Regions from separate parts of the Sus scrofa genome. Here regions 2 and 3 are each linked to region 1. Evidence: chromatin contacts called from public promoter capture Hi-C data. All regions are on one chromosome and are shown on one strand. The core of a region is the stretch at or near the end of the contact, and the rest is flanking DNA. Distances in the headings are between cores, read along the strand shown.

What was found. Promoter capture Hi-C pulls out the DNA fragments that hold promoters and counts their contacts.
Region 2: a promoter capture Hi-C map of liver shows a contact between it and region 1, with 7 times the contacts expected there. The contact joins the promoter of SNRPE here to the promoter of ETNK2 in region 1. A contact is called at or near these places in 2 of 5 promoter capture datasets (fetal liver and liver) and 1 of 2 datasets of contacts at active chromatin or transcription factors (skeletal muscle).
Region 3: a contact with region 1 is called in a promoter capture Hi-C map of fetal liver, with 2.5 times the contacts expected there. The contact joins the promoter of PLEKHA6 here to the promoter of ETNK2 in region 1. A contact is called at or near these places in 3 of 5 promoter capture datasets (fetal liver, fetal skeletal muscle and liver) and 2 of 47 Hi-C or Micro-C datasets (embryonic fibroblasts and undifferentiated spermatogonia).

Annotation. Positions count from the first base shown.
Region 1 is chr9:64,805,570-64,808,844 of Sscrofa11.1, forward strand. It overlaps ETNK2 (ethanolamine kinase 2), which reads right to left and starts at 1,547. Exons shown (of 7, transcript XR_002335783.1): 1 at 1,053-1,547.
Region 2 is chr9:64,558,965-64,562,239 of Sscrofa11.1, forward strand. It overlaps SNRPE (small nuclear ribonucleoprotein polypeptide E), which reads left to right and starts at 1,580. Exons shown (of 5, transcript NM_001097465.1): 1 at 1,580-1,653; 2 at 2,159-2,185; 3 at 3,239-3,275. The coding sequence starts at 1,600.
Region 3 is chr9:65,025,784-65,029,058 of Sscrofa11.1, forward strand. PLEKHA6 (pleckstrin homology domain-containing family A member 6) reads right to left here and starts at 1,672. Exons shown (of 24, transcript XM_021063215.1): 1 at 851-1,672. The coding sequence starts at 933.

The sequences.
Region 1 (3,275 bases), core at 297-2,796:
AGAGCTGTAAGGTGCCTTAGAGGACATCTGAACCAATAAAAGGTGGGGAAACTGAGGCCCAGAGAGAGGAGGGACTGGAAGACAGCATGTTAGGCCAGTGCTGGAATTAACGTCAGTCCTACTTAATGCCCTGACAGTTTTATACCAAAGCGGTCTTTTATTTAGAAACGTTACCCACCCTCCCCTCCTCTAAGAAGGGTCTGTCAGCCTCCACACTTGGTTCTGACCCTTGCCTTTCCCCACCCAGAAAGGCCCACCAGCATGGAGCTCCTCCCACTCCAGCAGAAGCTGCAGGTGCCCATTCCCGGCTGCTTCCTCCACAGGCAGCTCCTAGAGAGGATGGGGCAGATGAAGGCTCTTTAGAAAGGAGGCAGTTCATCTAGGGAGTCAGCCTGAGGCTCCTCAAGGGGAGGCTCTGTTCACGTCTATGTCCCTGAGAATGTGCCCAGCAGAACAGGGAGGTGCCTTGTAACGGGGGAGTGGTGTTGCTGAGCCAGAACCACCCCCCCACCCCCTCTACCACCGCCAAGCGCCAGGGCTGGGGGCTAGCCCGGAATTTCACAGGGTGGCTCCTGGGACCAGGAGAAGCAGCTCAGAGCCTGGAGGCTTGGTTCCCACCATAGGGTGGAGAAGGTGCAGCGATGTGTGTCGGAGTGTTGGGGGGATGCCCTTAAAAGTTCCTGCCTCCGCAGGTTTCAGAGCCAGCTGGGAACACGCTTCTGGGCAGCGAGGGGCACCAGCACGCAGCGACAGGGGGTGGGTCCCGCACGCGCAATGTGCTGACAGTGGGCAGGTGGACCTCCGGAGTGCCTGAGAGCCCCAAGAGGAGAGAGCTGTGTGGAGGGCCGAGGAAGGTAGGAGCCTAGCTTTGCTTAGGGACCAAAATAGATAAAGAAAGAAACACACACACAAACCACCATTTCACCCCTCTCCTGAGCAGCAGTCGCGCACCCCTGGGACGGACACCCGGAAGGATGCAGGGACAGAGGTCCATGCATCCCCACACCAGCCCCGGCGGGGCCCCATCCCGGGCCTCGCGCCCACTCGGCTACCTTGGTCCGAACTTGCTCGGGCTTCCAATGCGGTCGCAGCTCCCGGATGAGGCGCAGGGCGCCGGGGAGGATGTCGTTGTGGTCCACGGATATGCCAAAGCACGGGACGGCGGCGGCCCTCGGGGGCCCGGCGGCTCCCGGCAGCCCGCGCCGGCCGCCGCCTTCTCCTCCATGCCCCATGAGCACTGTGGGCAAGGCGCCTGCCTCCTCAGGTAAAAGGGCGAGCACGGCAGGGGAGCCGAAGGGGGCACAGCCATTCCCTGCAGCCCCACCCCCTCGGAGCCGCCGCGCGGACGCTAGCCCCCGCGGGGGGGCCCAGCGCGGGAGTGGGAGTGGTAGAGGAGGGGCCAGGGGAACTCCATGACTCGGGAGCCAGCGGCCCGCTTCAATCGCCGCCCTGCAGCCGGGCGCCCCAAGCCGACCCGGGAACGCCAGGGCCAGCCGCGATTGTGACATCACGGGCGGCGGGTCGCAGGAACGCCCCCTCCCCGCCCCGGGCGGAGGGCCGCGGGGGTGAGCCTCCCGCCACAGAGGGCAGCCGCGGCCGCCGCTACCTGGAGCGTTGGGCGGGGTGACGCCCCCGGGGAGGCCGTGACGTAGGGGGCGTGGTCGGGGGGCGTGGTCGGCGCGGCCCGCCCCCCCACCTGGGTCTCTGGGCTGCCCAGCAGTCCTGGCCTCACCCGCGGGCTTCTGAGCGGGGGAGGTGGCCGCCCCCCTTCCAGCTCTTCTGGGTCAGCTCCCCCTGGGTAGCCTGGGGCAGGGCCTGGGGAAGGCTCTTCTTGCACGCCTACTCCTTCCTGGAGTGTGGCCACTGGCTGCTCCCAAGAGGTCAGTTTGGGCTGGACTACCTGTGCCCCAGCTTCCTGCCCCCAATCGCCAGAATCCTGGAAGAGGTTCTGTGGGAGCGGCCCCTGCTGCATCTGGAAAGTCTTTTCCGACGGAGAGGGGACGTTGGGGAAGCATTTTGGGGTGGGTGTGCCAATGGTGACCTCACCAGCCACCAGCTCGCATAGGAGAGCTCTCACTGCACCTGTTTCCTATTTCCTCATGTTATCTCTCTGACCTATTCAGAACCCCTTAACCACAAGGCCCCAGTTCTGCCTAGCGGAACTTCTGTGATGATGGCAATGTGCTATAACTATGCTGTCCACAAGCCGCATATGACTATCCAGCACTTGAAATGTGGCTAATGTGACATTTGATTTAATTTTACACTTAATGTAAATAGTCATATATGGTTGTCGTATTGAACAGGGTAGGAGATGATGGGGGGGTTCTGCCCACTTAAGGTCATGGAACCCTAGGATGTTGAGCTGGAAAGGATGCTGACTCCAACCATTTCTTTCTGCAGTGAGGAAATTAAGCCAAGCAGGCAAACAAAACTCAGAGAATCATGCTCTCGGCTCTGCACAGAATGCTGTGGATGAGAGAACGATGCCCTAGAGGTGCTCTGGGGCCCCGTATAATCCCTAGAGTCTGTGATCCTAGATGTGTGAGGTTTGATGGGACCTGGGTTAGCAGTCAAAAGAGGGGTGAGCAGCTATGTGATGAGGACCTGCATCAGTGGCTTCAGGTGGATGCTGTCTTTCATTCCTGAAGCTACACATCCCCTGCAGACAGTCCAAGGGGTGCGGGTGGGAGAAGACCACCTGTTGAGTCCCATGTCTGTGAGATGGAGGGTGGCAGTGCATACGTGTGTGTGCTTGTGCACCTCTGAACCCGTATGTGTAAGGTGGGAAACCCCCAGGACTGGAGTCAAATGGGCAGTGTGCTAGTCTCTCTCTTTTTTTAGGGCCACACCCATGGCCTATGGGAATTCCCAGCCAAGGGGTTTTCCTGGAGCTGCAGCTGCCAGCCTATGCCACAACCACAGCAACGCCAGATCCGAACTGCGTCTGCAACCTACGCCACAGCTCATGGCAACGCTGGATCCTCAACCCACTGAGCGAGGCCAGGGATCGAACCTGCGTCTTCATGGATATTAGTTGAATTCATTACTGCTGAGCCACAACAGGAACTCTGCAGTGTGCTCGTCTTGATTTTGCACACTTTACTGAACAATCTTGGCCAAATGCTTTCATTCTCCAAGCTTCAGTTTCTCCTCATGTAAAAAGGGAGTGTCAGTAGGATCTCTGGTGGTCTACATTTTCAGGTGTTGGCACCTTAGACTGCCTGTGGAAATGACTATGTGGGGCAGGGGGTTGCAGTGCCTGAGTGCAGAGC
Region 2 (3,275 bases), core at 330-2,829, 250 kb before region 1:
CATACCAACAATCCATCCCCTATTCTGGCCCAGGACTGGAGCTAGGGTGAGGCAAGCAAAGTGCCTGGCATAATTTAAGGAAGTCCTCACTCTTGGGGTTATACTTGCATATTTGAGTGTGACTCATTAGATTTTGCTCCTTAGACTTGCCCTGAGATCCAGCTCTGCTGGCTCCTCTAAATTATTTTGAAGTAAATCTCAGGGATATCATAGCTTGATTTTTCTCTTACTGTATATTGGATATCATTTCATATCAAGACACCATGAACTTCTTCAACTTTTATTCTAGTTGCATAGTATTACACTATGTGAACATGCCATAATTGAGCTGGTTTCTGTTGATAGACATTTAGGTTGTTTTTGCCATCTTGGTATTTTAAACAGTGCTGTAATGATTACCTCACATGTATAAGTTCATCTGTAGGATTAAATACCTAGAAGTAGAGTTTAATAATCCACATTACCAACCCCTTTTTGATCTTTGCCAATCCAATGAGGGAAAACAATTTATTGTAATTTAGTTTCCATTTCTCTTATAACAAGTGAAGTCGAACATGTTTTCATCTGTTTGAAGATCATTTACATTTCCTTTGCTATACTGATTGTTCACATCCATTGCCAATTTTTACTTGGGTCTTTGTGTCAGATTAAAAGTGGATGCAAAAATAAATAAATAAATAAAAGTGGCTGCATGGGAGTTCCCCTCATGGCTCAGTGGAAACAAATCCTACTGGTATCCATGAGGACACAGGTTCGATCCCTGGCCTCACTCAGTGGGTTAAGGATCCAGCGTTACCGGGAGCTGTGGTGTAGGTCACAGACGAGGCTCTGATCCAGCAGCTGTGGTGTAGGCCGGCAGCTGTGACTTTGAGTCCACCCCTAGTCTGGGAATTTCCATATGCCCCGGGCGCGGCCTTAAAAAAGCAAAAAAAAAAAAAAAAAAAAAAAAAAAAATTGGGGCCTACACAGCAGATCACCACAACGTGGGATCCTTAACCCACTGAGCAAGGCCAGGAATCAAACCTGCGTCCTCATGGATACTAGTCCGGTTTATTACAATGGGAACTCCCCATAGCATCCGGCTTTTGAATTCAGATCGTGGCTCAAAGTGTCAGATATGAGAGCTCTGAGTTTGGGCTTCTTGCTGCCCTACCCTGTCCACCACAACAGTGCCATCAAGCCTAATTTCCAGGGAAATAGGCCTTAGAAAAAGGCACTAAATTAACTCACTTCACAGACAAAGGTGCCAAACAGGACGTTTGGGCTCTTAAAGCAGAGTCAGAAAATGAAGACACGGTGGCGCCACTTCATCAGCCGCCCCTCCCGGCAGCCGCCAACGCGCAACCGAAGCCGCTCTGCGCCTCCTTCCACCACACTCCAGGTGGCGCTGTTGGACCAACCCATGTTCCAAAACGCCATCGACTCAGTTTGGCCTCCCCCGGATGCTATAGAGCACAGAGATAAGCGGGAACCGTGTGGCTAGAGAGGTATTTCCCTGGAGCCGCCCAGGTCACCGCGCGAGCACCGAGCATTTCCGCTTCCGGCTCCTTATTCCGGAAGTTGCATTTCGAAGTAGTGTGGCCTTTGTGAGGTTCCACCATGGCGTACCGTGGCCAGGGCCAGAAAGTGCAGAAGGTGATGGTGCAGCCCATCGTATCCTACTCGGGATGTGAAAACTAGGAGGTTCGGACCAGGAAATGGGGGGCGAAGGAACAGAAAGAGCAGGCCAGAGGGAGCGGAGTGCAGCACCTCATCCCATGAGCCTCCGGGGCGCTCGAGACTGGTAGAAAGCGCGGGTAGTTGAAGAGTCGGTGATGAGTGGGAGGTGGGCTTGGGCGGACCCCTGCGGTGGGAAAGACAGAAATGGTGGGGGTGTGCGGATGGAAGACAATCTTAATTATGTACTGAGTGACGGCGGGAGTTAGCGGCGTCTGGCAAAAGGAAGATGTTGGTGCTGAAGAGACTGCAGGAGAGTATGGGGTGGAAGGGGTCGTTTACAATATCTGGGAGCTCTAAGTGTGTGCCTAATTGGGCACTTTTCGTTGCATAGGCACAGACTTCGAGTTCAGAAAACAAAAGTGAGGCGGGGGTAGAATTGACCAGTTTCAGGGGGTAGAGTCTGTGAATGTATGAAATTTTTCCTTAACCACTGGTGCAGAACCTCATCTTCAGATACTTGCAAAATGTAAGTTGTTTATTGTTAATTGTTTCATAATTACTTTTTAAGTTAAGGGTGAATTTATTTTGCTGTTTGTGTTATCTTGTCTGTTCACTGTTCTAAAGTTAAAAGTAGATGAAACTGGAGATTGGAAGGGTATTTGAGGGGAAGGAGTGCAGGGAAAGCTCTAATGTGATAAAATTGTGTGTAGCCATGCCAAGTCCAAGCATGCAAAGAGTTGTGTTGTCTTTACTTTGCAAGACCAGTATTACTTATTTCAAAAAGTTGTAGGCACAGCCAATAATTATTGGCTCAGGTGACAGTGGTATCCTGGTATTGCTACTTTTGTTTTTAGTGATCATGGCCAGAACATTGGGACCTTTAACCCTTCCCACTAGGATGAAACACTGGAAGAAAATTGAGTCAGCTTTAAACCAAATGGTGTGTTTTGTACTGGGGGTGAGGGGTGGGGAAGGGGGATGGAGGGACACACCCTTATGTATTGAAAAGACACTAAAAAAGAAAGATGGGAGGGATAAGTTCAGAGGATTCAGTGGAAACTTCTTTTCCTTTGGGGTTATTTTTAGTACTTGGAATTTGACTTGGCACTGCAGAGTGTTTAAATTATCTCAAAGAAATGTGGTTGCTGTTGACAAATTTTAGTGCGGCAACACAATGGAAAAATAGCCATTGTAATTTTTAATCACCAGAATCAAGGGTCCCTCTCCTGGTGATTAGGTATGAGAGGTGGAAAACCGAGAACTTACAGAAAGCTGCCTTGGAACTGGATTTTGCTATAGCAGATAAGAAACATCTTTGTGCAGTCCTATCGCAAGTTTTCACTCTAAATGTGTAGAGCCCAGAGGCAGTAGAAATATGATTGAGTACCAAAACAGGACAGTTATTAACAACTCTGTCCCGATATAGCATTTATTAAGTTAGAATGTTTCTTGTTAAGTAACTAGTCTTGGCTTTGCTATGTTACCGTTTTTCTGGGAGCTGTATTTGTCTATTGTTTGTCCAAAGTGGTGGATTTTGTTTACTTATTTCTTAACATTAGGATTTTTATGATTATTTCAGAGATCACGGATTCAGGTGTGGCTTTATGAGCAAGTGA
Region 3 (3,275 bases), core at 422-2,921, 220 kb after region 1:
GCTTCCTTTCAGCTCTAAGGTCCTGTGAGTGGCTGTCTTGAGGAAGGCAAAACCCATTACGTGTGGGTAATGGTTCAGAATGCTGTGCTTCTAGACCCGCTATAGAAGAAGAGATTTCTATCCTGGCCAAAGATGCCTATAGTAGAAGTGGGCCAAAATAGCACCAGCAGAGCCACTCTGTTATAATGAGATTATGCCAGAGTCATTTTGGCTTATGAAATTAATATCACAGCACTAATATATTACTGAGAGCTGCAAAGCCTCCTTCTCTCTCAAGAATGCCAAATGTACTATGAGCATCTTCTTCCCCTTGACCACAGCCCCATAAAGAAAGGAGAAGGGCTGCCACCTGGTGAACCCTGAGTCCTGGGGTGAAGGAATTCAGGGAACTGGTGGGTGGTTAGAGGCAGAGTCTCCTGGTATGTTGTCATTTATTCCACATCTTCGGGTAGCAAAGGGGCGGTGGGCACAAGAAAGCAAGAACTCACGCCTGGCCCTTTCAAGTGGCTGAAGCGGAAAGGAAAAAACTGCAGGCTGGCCACCAGGTCTAGCCTTCCTCCTCAGGGTCCCCCAGTCCGTCTGTGACCAGGAGAAAGGGGAAGGCCAGCACCTGCCCTGCCCTGCCTTTCTCAGGGGCAGGGAATGCTGAGCCTCTGCTGGACTTTGACCTACTGGGGAAAAGGCGGGAGACACATTCAAACAGGCACAGTGATAAACTTATTAGTCATGCCTGCTGTTCCTGCCACCGCTCCCCCCCCACCCTCTCCTGCCAGCCCCCAGCCCTGCTGCCTTTCAAGTTGAACAACTTTTTTTAAAAAAGAGAGAGAGAGAATGAGACAGATCCACATACTTGATGAAGAAGACTCTCCCACCGCGGTCAACTCCGTAGGTCCACCGGCCGGGCAAGTCCAGCCAGTCAATCTCATCGGCCATCTCGGTGTCCCGCAGCCCCTCTGGCTCTCTGCCCACCCGGGCGCCGGGCTGGGGGCGCCGACCACGCACCCCCCCCCCCACTTTCTGCTCCTCCTCGAGGCGGTGATGGGGGAGGGGCCCGATGCGGTCCAGCCTGGCCCGCGGCGTGCCTCCCGGCTCCCTGGCAGGGACTCTGGCCTCTCACTGAAGGCAGCTGGCCGCCAGCCGGGCAGCAGGGAGCCGAAGACTTAACCCTGGCCGGGCCGAGCGAGCTCAGCGTGCGAGGCGGAGCCGGCCCCAGACACCTCCTGCCTCCGGGAGTCTGCGCTCCCCTCCGGACGTCTCCTTAACTTAATGACCGGCAATTAGCGCATGAGTAATCCTGCCGCTCCTCTCGCCGGGACTGCTCACCGGCAGCGCCGAGGGCTCGGTCCCCTCTGCTCCCCGCGGCCGGGCAGCCGGCGGGGCCGAGCGAGCGGGAGCGCGAGCCGGAGGATCCCTCCCCGAAGGGAGCAGGTTGCCGTGTGCGAGCGAGGGTGTTGCCTCCGCGCTCCCAGCTCCAAGCCTGCGCTCGACCGCCGGTCGGGCGAGCAGAAGGCGGAGCCCAGCGGCCGCTCCGAGGGTAATTCACAGCCGGGAGAATTCGCCGCAGCCCGGCGGGAACCCCAAGTCCCGGCGATGGGCGCGGAGGAACCAGTTCGGCTGAAAGAGCTTGGAAGCACGAACCTGAGGGACATGTCCACCCACTGACCGGAAAAGGGGAAGTGAGCAAACCTGGTTCTACTTGGCGGGAGGTTAGTAGAGGAACAAAGGTCAAATGCAGGGAAGGGTGACACGGGTGAAAGGAGCAAGGGGCCCCTTAAGATGTCAGCCTAATTAGTTAAACCAGCCCTTACCTTTCTTTCTGAGCGCTTCCTCCAAGAAGTTGGCCATGACTAAGAAGAATCAGGGTGAGACCTTAGAAACACTCAGAAGACGGCATCTTTTATATCCCTGATCCCTAATTTACACCGGAAAACGAAAGAGCAAAGGAAAAAAGAGAGAGAAAGGAGGAAATGTGTCTTGTGTATAGAATACAGGTTGCTGGCATTCAATACAGGCATATGAAAAATGGTATTGCTGGAGCCCATGGGTCTGCAGTCCCCGGTCTGTATCAAAGTTGGACTCCAGGCAGCTTTCTCAATTTACCCAGGACCTGCCACTGGGGCTCCGAGTAGATGCACACTGTTTGAACCCTTGTGTCAGACCCAAGGGAATAGTTAGACAATAGGAGAGACACCTGTCTTTGAAGGAAGCAATGTGTCGCATGGCAGTTGGCTAGTGTCTGCTGCGTGAGCACACTTATTGTAAGCATTCTAAGGGATTTAATGCCTGTTCCACTTCGGTAATTTCTACTCATCCCTTCAGGATCCACCTACGTGTCACCTCCTCCTGGAAGCCACTCTGATTCCACCCCAGGTAAATTTACATGTCCATCCTCTATGTGTCACGGAGCCTTATTAGTAACGCTACAAGGGAGTTTATCACACTGTAATGCGATCCTTGGTTTACTTACCTGTCGTCTTCAGGGGCGCTATTTTATTCATCTTTTTAGCCCCGGCATCTACCTGGAGCACCTGATTCATATTTAATGAAAGACTGATACTGTCGTAGAAATGGCCCTTAACTCTAACCATAGTCCTGTACTTTTGGACCTTATTTGGGGGCCTGATAAATATAACCATCAGCAACATCAGGGTGTGTGTGTAGGGAGAACTTTCTGGAAAAAGAAACAACTAGTGAGCCTTCCCAGGTATCTCCAGTGCTCAACCTAGACGGTGTAAAGTGTATGCATCTGATAGATAGTGAAGCCAGAAGATGCCACAAAGAACATATTGGCCAAGCCTCTTGTTTGAACCATGAGAAACAGAAGCACAAAGAAGGGAAGGGAAGGTTCCGGTCACTGAGCAAGGATCTGCCTCCCCAACATCCAGGCCAGAGCTCTTTCCATGACATCATCCTACCTCCAGCACTGGAAATTCACTCTGCCAGCATATACAGCTGAGTGCTGGCTCCAGGTTTAAGTTGAGTCCGTTCTCCACATGCAAAGGGAAGCAAAACCCCATAATATGCAACTCTTTTCTCCTTTCTCAGATCCTAAGTGTTTCTAGTAAAGAAAGCTGCATTTGATGGTGAAGCAGAGCCGCACCTGAGAAGCTTAGGTGAGGATCCCCTTCCAGTTCCGGAATTGGGGAGGGTGGGAGGGTCAAGGGGTCAGACTCTTTGCCTGTCCCAGGCACCCAGCCTTGTGAACCACCTGCAAGACTTATCGCGATGATAAGGCACCTGCCCACCCCTGTGATATCAGAGGATCGGAACCTCCA